Regions from separate parts of the Mus musculus genome. Here regions 2 and 3 are each linked to region 1. A link is a contact called in public HiChIP or PLAC-seq data. All regions are on one chromosome and are shown on one strand. Each heading gives the region's core, a stretch centred on a gene start, on an enhancer-like site or on the middle of the called end of the contact. The rest is flanking DNA. Distances are from core to core; before and after follow the strand shown. Region 1 holds the start of Il6 (interleukin 6). Region 2 has its middle 93 kb from the start of Il6. Region 3 has its middle 65 kb from the start of Il6.

The links. HiChIP or PLAC-seq counts read pairs in DNA pulled down with a chosen protein or histone mark.
Region 2: a contact with region 1 is called in a BATF HiChIP or PLAC-seq map of CD8 T cells, with 12 read pairs. The contact joins the enhancer-like site here to the promoter of Il6 in region 1. A contact is called at or near these places in 7 of 39 promoter capture datasets (the 3T3-L1 cell line, the C10 cell line, the HPC-7 cell line and 4 more), 1 of 15 datasets of contacts at CTCF or cohesin (the NIH/3T3 cell line), 4 of 484 Hi-C or Micro-C datasets (the Ba/F3 cell line, group 2 innate lymphoid cells, nephron progenitors and 1 more), 4 of 115 datasets of contacts at active chromatin or transcription factors (CD8 T cells, the HPC-7 cell line, bone marrow-derived dendritic cells and 1 more) and 3 of 9 other capture datasets (adipose tissue, liver and macrophages).
Region 3: a contact with region 1 is called in an H3K27ac HiChIP or PLAC-seq map of bone marrow-derived dendritic cells, with 5 times the contacts expected there. The contact joins the enhancer-like site here to the promoter of Il6 in region 1. A contact is called at or near these places in 6 of 39 promoter capture datasets (the 3T3-L1 cell line, 3T3-L1-derived adipocytes, the C10 cell line and 2 more), 1 of 15 datasets of contacts at CTCF or cohesin (the NIH/3T3 cell line), 15 of 484 Hi-C or Micro-C datasets (B cells, the Ba/F3 cell line, the C10 cell line and 10 more), 5 of 115 datasets of contacts at active chromatin or transcription factors (CD8 T cells, the HPC-7 cell line, bone marrow-derived dendritic cells and 2 more) and 3 of 9 other capture datasets (adipose tissue, liver and macrophages).

The regions. Positions count from the first base shown.
Region 1 is chr5:30,011,481-30,014,519 of GRCm38.p6, forward strand. It overlaps Il6 (interleukin 6), which reads left to right and starts at 1,634. Exons shown (of 5, transcript NM_031168.2): 1 at 1,634-1,730; 2 at 1,896-2,080. The coding sequence starts at 1,712. All of the region lies in intron 1 of A230098N10Rik (a long non-coding RNA gene), which reads right to left.
Region 2 is chr5:29,918,572-29,921,610 of GRCm38.p6, forward strand. No RefSeq gene overlaps it. Among named protein-coding and RNA genes, the nearest start is that of Il6, 93 kb to the right of the region's middle. Within about 2 kb of position 1,575, at least 12 of the 459 cell types and tissues checked have an H3K27ac peak or open chromatin away from gene starts, as enhancers often do. A contact at or near this core is called in CD8 T cells and group 2 innate lymphoid cells, where this site is marked.
Region 3 is chr5:29,946,839-29,949,877 of GRCm38.p6, forward strand. No RefSeq gene overlaps it. Among named protein-coding and RNA genes, the nearest start is that of Il6, 65 kb to the right of the region's middle. Within about 2 kb of position 1,488, at least 60 of the 459 cell types and tissues checked have an H3K27ac peak or open chromatin away from gene starts, as enhancers often do. A contact at or near this core is called in B cells, CD8 T cells, Kupffer cells and 3 more, where this site is marked.

The DNA.
Region 1 (3,039 bases), core at 384-2,883:
ACACGGTGAAAGAATGGTGGACTCACTTCTTTCAATAGGCTGACCTAGTATGTACACTAAGTCCACCCATGTTTTAACTTTCTTCCTAGTTTATTCCCCTTCTGATTTCTTCACAAGAATCAACCGGCTTTTCATTTTAATCTACTCTAATCGCCTGTGTGTTTACACTGGGTTACATTCTTTAGAGTGTACTTATATTCTCCTTTTGCATTCTCAATATAAATTAATCTGCTAGATATAAAGCTGTTCTCTTTATTTTAGTGTAATTTTTTTCTTCACATTGAATTCTAGGAGAAACTATGCTAGTGATATATAATTCTTGAACTATTAAACATGGGAGCATAAGAAAACAAGAATCTTAAGGCAATCTGCAGAGTGAAGAAGCTGATTGTGATCCTGAGAGTGTGTTTTGTAAATGGTTTTGGATTTTATGTACAGAGCCTACTTTCAGCCTGGAATCATTCTGAATGCTAGCTAGATATCTGGAGACAGGTGGACAGAAAACCAGGAACTAGTCTGAAAAAGAAACTAACCAAAGGGAAGAAGTCTGTTTAAGTTTGACCCAGCCTAGAAGACTTGAGCATTGGAGGGGTTATTCAGAGTGAGACGTACCACCTTCAGATTCAAATCCTGTCATCCAGTAGAAGGGAGCTTCAAACACAAGCTAGCTAAGATACAATGAGGTCCTTCTTCGATATCTTTATCTTCCATATACCATGAATCAAAGAAACTTCAACAACATGAGGACTGCAACAGACCTTCAAGCCTCCTTGCATGACCTGGAAATGTTTTGGGGTGTCCTGGCAGCAGTGGGATCAGCACTAACAGATAAGGGCAACTCTCACAGAGACTAAAGGTCTTAACTAAGAAGATAGCCAAGAGACCACTGGGGAGAATGCAGAGAATAGGCTTGGACTTGGAAGCCAAGATTGCTTGACAACAGACAGAAGATATTTCTGTACTTCACCCACTTTACCCACCTGGCAACTCCTGGAAACAACTGCACAAAATTTGGAGGTGAACAAACCATTAGAAACAACTGGTCCTGACAAGACACAGGAAAAACAAGCAATATGCAACATTACTGTCTGTTGTCCAGGTTGGGTGCTGGGGGTGGGAGAGGGAGTGTGTGTCTTTGTATGATCTGAAAAAACTCAGGTCAGAACATCTGTAGATCCTTACAGACATACAAAAGAATCCTAGCCTCTTATTCATGTGTGTGTGTGTGTGTGTGTGTGTGTGTGTGTGTGTGTGTGTGTGTATGTGTGTGTCGTCTGTCATGCGCGCGTGCCTGCGTTTAAATAACATCAGCTTTAGCTTCTCTTTCTCCTTATAAAACATTGTGAATTTCAGTTTTCTTTCCCATCAAGACATGCTCAAGTGCTGAGTCACTTTTAAAGAAAAAAAAGAAGAGTGCTCATGCTTCTTAGGGCTAGCCTCAAGGATGACTTAAGCACACTTTCCCCTTCCTAGTTGTGATTCTTTCGATGCTAAACGACGTCACATTGTGCAATCTTAATAAGGTTTCCAATCAGCCCCACCCACTCTGGCCCCACCCCCACCCTCCAACAAAGATTTTTATCAAATGTGGGATTTTCCCATGAGTCTCAAAATTAGAGAGTTGACTCCTAATAAATATGAGACTGGGGATGTCTGTAGCTCATTCTGCTCTGGAGCCCACCAAGAACGATAGTCAATTCCAGAAACCGCTATGAAGTTCCTCTCTGCAAGTAAGTGAAGGCAGTTCCTTGCCCTCTGGCGGAGCTATTGAGACTGTGAGAGAGGAGTGTGAGGCAGAGAGCCAGCATTGTGGGTTGGCCAGCAGCCATCAGCTAGCAGCAGGCGCCCAACTGTGCTATCTGCTCACTTGCCGGTTTTCCCTTTTCTCCACGCAGGAGACTTCCATCCAGTTGCCTTCTTGGGACTGATGCTGGTGACAACCACGGCCTTCCCTACTTCACAAGTCCGGAGAGGAGACTTCACAGAGGATACCACTCCCAACAGACCTGTCTATACCACTTCACAAGTCGGAGGCTTAATTACACATGTTCTCTGGGAAATCGTGGAAATGAGAAAAGAGGTGGGTAGGCTGTGAAACTGATGAAGACCCAGTGTGGGCGTCCATTCATTCTCTTTGCTCTTGAATTAGAAATTCTCTGCTGGGATCTAGGGCCCTTAGGATTTGAAGCTAAAGGTCAGACTAGACTGTGTTCTCTCTTTCTCACCTCTTTGCTGGTTTTGAGTGGAGGTTGGGAAGGGGTTCCTTTCCTGTCTGGAAGATACAGAATGTGACTGCATTTCTAGAAAATTCACAGTGGGCCATTCTCTGTTCCAATTTAGCTATTGCTTCTTAGGTGGGGATTCCTTTTCCCTCATTATTCCTTTTTCCTTATCTCTTTGCCTTCATTTATCCCTTGAAGTCTACAAGGACCAGAAAGTGCTTTTTGGCTGAATGTAGTAAGTTCTGTGTGTGTGAAATCAGGATGCTCTAGGGTCAGCCCAGATAAGATGCATATTGTATAGAGCCCAATAAAGTGCTAACACACACACACACACACACACACACACACAACCTAGATTAGGCTGGGCATGGTGGTGGATGCCTCCCAGCACTTGGGAGGCACACGCAGGAAGATCTCTGTGAGTTAGAGGCCAGCTTGGTCTACATATTGAGTTCCAGGATATCCAAGACTACATTGAGAGATCCTTTCTCAAAAAAAAAAAAAAAAAAAAAAAAACAACAACAACAAACAAACAAACAAACAAGAAAAAAAAAACCCAACCAACCCTACCTAGATTAAAATATCTCCCATCTTTAAATGAAAAGTATTTTGACTCTGCTTGACAGAAAGGAAAAAAAAAATCACAAACAAGATTAATAGCCTAGGTCTGGGTGTGTAGAACCAACTTTGTAATCTTGGGAAAATCCTCAACTATTTAGTACTCTTTATCTGCATAATTATGGAGTTACAGATAATGGCACAGACCCTTCCAGATGGAATATTCTGTGACTTAAATTTATTTGCCCCAAGATATCAT
Region 2 (3,039 bases), core at 325-2,824, 93 kb before region 1:
AGTCTCTCTTCCATCTTTTGTATTCTGTTGGTGAGGCTTGCTTCCAAGGTGCCTGTTTGAGTTTCTAAAATTTTCATCTCCAGATTTCCATCAGTCTGGGTTTCCTTTATTGATTCTATTTCCACTTTTAGGTTTTGGATTATTTTATTCATTTCCTTCCACTGTTCTGTATTGTAGATTTCTTTAATGGATTTACTAATTTCTTCTCTAAGAGTCTCTATCATATTTATATGGCTATTTTAAGATTCTTGTCTTGTAGTGCTTCAGCTATGCCTCACTTCTCAAGGCCTGCTAGAGTAGGATTGCTGTTTCTAGTGGAAACATTTTTATGGTTTCTACTGATTGTGCTTTTACACTGGCATCTAGGCATCTGGGTTTGGGATGATTGTAATTCTACTTTCTGATATCTAGTCTTCGCTTTGGTCTTTGAATATATTGTTCCTTGGTTTCTGTTGCCCTCTCTGGTTTTTAGTGGAGTGTATTGGTTGTGTATTGCCTAGTAGGAAATACTTTTGGGATCCTGCTAGGTGTGACCACTGGGATTTCCTGGTACAATGTGTTTCTAGCAATAGGGAGCTGACACTTAGGAGTGAAGGTGGGCTAGAAGGGGGAGTGAGGATGTCCATAGGAAGGAGGGGAAAAGCATGTTTCACTGCTAGTGCCCTGGGTATTGGAGACAGGGAGTGAGCAGAGGCCACAGCAGGTGGGTCTGTTACAGAAATGGGGCATGAGACTGGGGGTTTGGAATTGGAGGAAACAGGGAGAGTAAGTATCTGAAGCTCATCTGCTTGCTTTTCTAACCTATTTGCTTCTCTGACAAGGGCTTGATTAAAGGGTTTCCAGGGAATTCCTATTGGAGTTGGGGGCTGGGACAATGGAATGAGTGAGGAGGAAGGTTGGAGAAGATATGCTTGATTTGTTGGAGATAGGGGCAGAGAGGTAGGAGAGGCTGCAGTTAGTTTGGTTAGACTGGGGGACTGGGTTTGGAGGAGATGAAACTAGTATTCTCTTATAAAATGGCCCATGTTCTATACATATTTGGTTTTGTCCTTAAAACATTATTGAACTAGTAACCTATGTTTATAATTCTGGCAATTTTATTTGAATTTATAAATGCTTGGGTTCTTTTGAAAACAGAGTTACAGTCCTAGCAGATTATAGTTGATAGCAGAGCATATGCAGCACTCACTGTATCTGCTGCTCTTACTTTCTTCACATTAATCCCAGAACCATGCATCTATCTGTATGGTCCCCAAGGGCAACTAGATCATGAATCTACTAGTATTGTTTCTCTGGAGCCAAATGATTATACATTTGAAAGTTAATTCAAATTCAAAATTCTTTCAGGCTTTGGTCTTGAAAAATTCTCAACTGATTACTGAGAGCCAAGCATACCACAAAGAGATATATCTCTTGATGATTATTGATGTTCACTGAATCTATAAAACATCTACAAATCAGCATTTTGACTAAGACTTCACCAGCTACAGAAAACTGATTCTGAAGGTCTTCTGTCAGGCCATTAGATCATCTTCCCTTCTAAAAGTCAGCTATGTCATATAAGAGAACCTAGTCACAGGAGTGAAACTGATTATATTCATATTCCTGCATACTATTCAGGGCATGTACATGGAGGTTCAAAATTCTGCCTACTGCATGTTTCAAATTATTCCAGGAGCTCATATACTTTGCATTTAAGGAAAGAAGATAATTAATTACAGTGAGATGTTGAAAATGAACTTATGGACAAACCCTGTTTCTTAGTGAGAAAAGAAGGCAGACAGTGCTAAACCACATATTTCCCTCTTGGAACTCAAACAGTTAAATAGGACCTTGCTAAATTATGCAGTCTCATAGTGTAAAAGGGGATCTCCCCTTTTCTTCCCCTCCACAAACCCGGCCTCGAGAGTAAGAGTTTACTCATCTTTTCCCACTCTGAACCTTACTGGTAGTTTCTTGTAAACTGAGCCTCAGCCTCAGCCTCAGCCAGATGAGTGGGCATAAAAGACCTATGAAAGCAAAAACCAAAAGATAAAATGTCCCACCTCTCTTGCATTGTGAAGCCATCACAAAGGAGAAAGTTGAAAAAGTTGAGTACAGCCATATACCAACTGCTCTCTGTGAGGCTTGCACTAGGAGCTCAAACTTTTTTTTTTTTTTTTCTGAGACAAGGTTTCTCTGTGTAGCCCTGGCTGTCCTGGAACTCACTCTGTAGACCAGGCTGGCCTCAAACTCAGAAATCTGCTTGCCCCTGCCTCCCAAGTGCTGGGATTAAAGGCATGCACCACCATTGCCCGGTGGGAGCTCAAACTTCTTACAGTGATTTCTCCATGTACTGCTGTTGAAAAAGTGTAAAAACAAAATTCTAGGCCTTTAGGCCCAGGCTTGAGAATGTGACCTTTGTGACTCAATGCTCTAAGGCATGCTAATCATAAAACAGATAGTGACATTCCTCCACCCACCCACTTCCTGGGTTCAGGGAGTGTTCGTTCAAAGAAAGTCACCCTGACCCACCCTGACCATCGCTGGAACCCGCTACGCATGTGTACTACTGTTAGAGGCTCATAGAAAACTGTCTTGACTTTCCACTTCCTTGTGACTCTTAACTGGTATTTTTGGTATTTTCCAACAACGCCCTCCCCACCCCCTTGAGTTGTGGTTTCTTCCTTTAAGTACCCCCTTACCCAGCTACTTGGGGTGCCAAAGTCCTTTACCCCTGCATGGTGTATGACTGTGGGCCCCAGAGCACTCTTGGAATAAAAAGTTCTCTTGCAGTTTGCATCAAGGCCGTTTCTTGTGAGTGATTTGGGGTGTCACCTCTCCTGAGTCAGAATGTGTGGGAGTCCTCACGTTGTGGGTCTTTCACTGTCTGATATAAGATATACAGCTGGAGGAGATGCATAACCTTGAAGCATGAGTGCCAAAATAAACTGATACAACAACAGAAGTGATCATGGGGCCAGGAGGATAGCAACCATATTCTTTCTTCTTCTTCTTCTTCTTCTTCTTCTTCTTCTTCTTCTTCTTCTTCTTCTTCTT
Region 3 (3,039 bases), core at 238-2,737, 65 kb before region 1:
CTCAAATGCATAGTGAGGCTGGTTTTATGAATCCAGTTGGCTAGTAACTAACTGATCTTTAGGAAGGTGCTTACATAGCTGTAGAGATCAAGTTTGTATCAAGTCTCACTTTCCTCCTAGAGTAAGGTTAGCTCTTCTGGTCTCTTGAAGATTGTACAGTGACAGCGTTAGACACAGGAAATGCTCCGTGTGAATGTGATTTAAGTGACCTCTGCTATGACAGACAGGCAGATCATAATCAGCTGCCGAAGGTCACCTAGAAGCCTTCATTTCTATTAATAACTTTGTTCTTGATTTTCATTCTCTGAAGAGTTTCTTAGTGTCAGGACTCCCATCAACGTCTGTACATGTAACACGAAGGGCAATGGAGTGTGTGGTCACTTTTCACAAGAACTTCCCTAGTACAACTTCTATATATATCATCTCTGGCTGGAGACCATTCTTTCTGCTCTAAGTGCAGTGTGTGTTCTGAGGAATGCTCGTGGCCCCTCCCTTGGGGGACTTTCTGAGGCAATGAAAAGAAAGAAAACTCTAGGTATTACTGCTCCAGCTCTGACACACATGGTCTCCAGTGTCCCGGGGACTTACCTCCCATGGCTCCCAACAATGGTTTTCTGCTTCAGAAAGTCTGCCTTCTTCCTGTGACTCACTTGGCAAGTTTCAGTATTGTCCTTGCACTTCCTTGTCATTTCCTGTTCTCACCATGTCAGGTGTTCCCAAGACCATCTTCAGTAAGAAGTCCTTCCTGCATCCTCCCTGATGTGCCACCTGTGAGGATCTTATTCTGGAAGCTGTGACAAAGTGCTTTTGTACAGACATTGGACTGTAGTCACTAGCCCTCAGTGCTATCTGGCCCCACTATGGAGTCAGGGTACTATTTCTACTCTTAGATCTTTCACTTACTGAAATGTGATCCCAGGCAAGTCCCTTCACCTCTCCAGGCACACCACTCTCCTCTTTTTTAAGGATAACAGTGATTAGCCAGAAAGCTGAGAAGGTAAAGTGGGGGAAACCGACCTTTATGATTTAAAGAGCAGTCTGAATGTCAGCTACCATTATTGTATCGTTCCTCCCCCTTGCGATCTCTGAGGCTACATCTTTTCCTTCTTTTACCCCTGGGCCATATCTAGTACAGTAAGACTGCAAGCTAGTGTTAGGCACTAAGTTAGAAACAAATATCTGAAGGTACTGGGCTATCAGAATTAAGGTGAGATTCTAAACATGTTACATCTATTGTGAGCATTGCTTCACAGAGTGATTCTGAGGCAACTTCATCAGAGAAGCATCCTGGAAAGGATGTGAGGAGCTGTGCACAGGCTATCTCTTCAGTGGAAACCTATCCCTGCAAACGTACTCTGACCAGAATAGGCATGTCAAAGCACATCATTCTCTTGGCACAGGCCAAGATCATTATAGGAGAGTGAACTCTAGAGCACCCATTGGCTTCCTGTTCCTCAAAGTTGTTACTTTTAAACACCCAGCTTTTAACACAATTTCACTGCAATCCTGTCTATTGCACGGTTTTCTCAGTTCCTCTTCAGTATCTGATGCAACCTAGTGTTTTCCACTGCTTTCTAGTTTGCAGAGTTCCCTAGAAGACAGAAATGAAAGTGATGATTACGAAGATTGGACTCCAATTTCAATTGTTTGACCTAAACATTGATTCCCCCACCCAACCCCTCCCATTCCTGTCCCCTTGCCCTCCAAAGGGGGAAATTACATTTTTAACACAGTGCTAAACCTCTGGTTTGCACTGTTACATGTGGGTTTGCAATCTGTAGATGAAGATTTAGTCCACTTCCTGAGGACTCCATGAAGCAGAACTTAGAGAAATCACATTTTTCTCCATCTTTTGAAAACACAGGAAGGTTTAAATGCTAGGAGTATACCACATCTTCATAATGTCACTTAGAGATAATGAAGCATATATCCATTTTATCTGGGTTGACTCATTTTCTACATCCAGTCTTGTTCCGGGTAAACTATTCTAAGCATCATGTCTGAGATGGGGAGAAGCATGGGAAGAGTTTAGAACAGTGGTAAGGATGCTGAGGATGAGAGGGACTCTTTCACCAGGACTTCTCATGATGCTCACAGTTCTCTCCGAAACACCACTGGATTTCTCACTTGAGTTTATTGGTTTGTTTTTTGTAAAGTACTCAAACTTGAATAGTATAGACAAACTAAAAATCAAGGGGCTCCGTGGAATATGAATACAGGTATTTTCCAGGGCAGTCTGATGAAGATATGATCATTTGAAGCTACTGGAATCTGGCAGATAATTCAATACGTAAATTCACCATGGGGCTTTTACAAAGACAATATATCATGAAGTCTGCCAACATAGCAGAAGGTAGATTAACAGACCACTCAAATTATTCCTATAAGGTACGGATGAAGGAAACCTCTGGTGTAGTCAATAGTTTAATATCTGAGCTCTCTACTACCTCAATGTATATATTCTGACCCAAAGTTCATAATTATAAACTAAGCAAAACACTCACTGGTCAGAAGTTTGCAGACTATATTAGTCTAATGTGTTGATACAAATCATATTATTGAGACATTGTGATGGAGGATGGAGTGGGCTTCCAGGATGGAGTTACCTTATCAAGCCTTAAAGTATAAGCAGAAACTGGACAAGAAAAGAGGAGGGAAAGAAGCAAGGAAGGCAGAATAGGCAAACATCAGGATGAACAGGAGAACAGCCCATGTACACAACCAGCAAGCATTTTCCTCATACGGTTTTCACATGGAGTGTTCACAAAGCCACTGTATCCCCCATGGTTCTGGATCCTGGACAGACTGGCTTTCAGGGGGGTGGGGGGCTCTGTAGCCCGTGAAGTCTACTTCTAACAGTCAATATTACACAACAGCACCTCAGGCTTCACTACCTCAGTGTCTCTCCATTACCACTGAGAACACCTGGAAGTTAGCTGAGAAAGGAGCTCTCTCCAGTTCCTCCGTGATGATCTGCTGTCATGTAGAGGTTCTGAAAGGTCCTTGTATGTTTCTCTCTCAATTCTGCCTTTCCTTGAA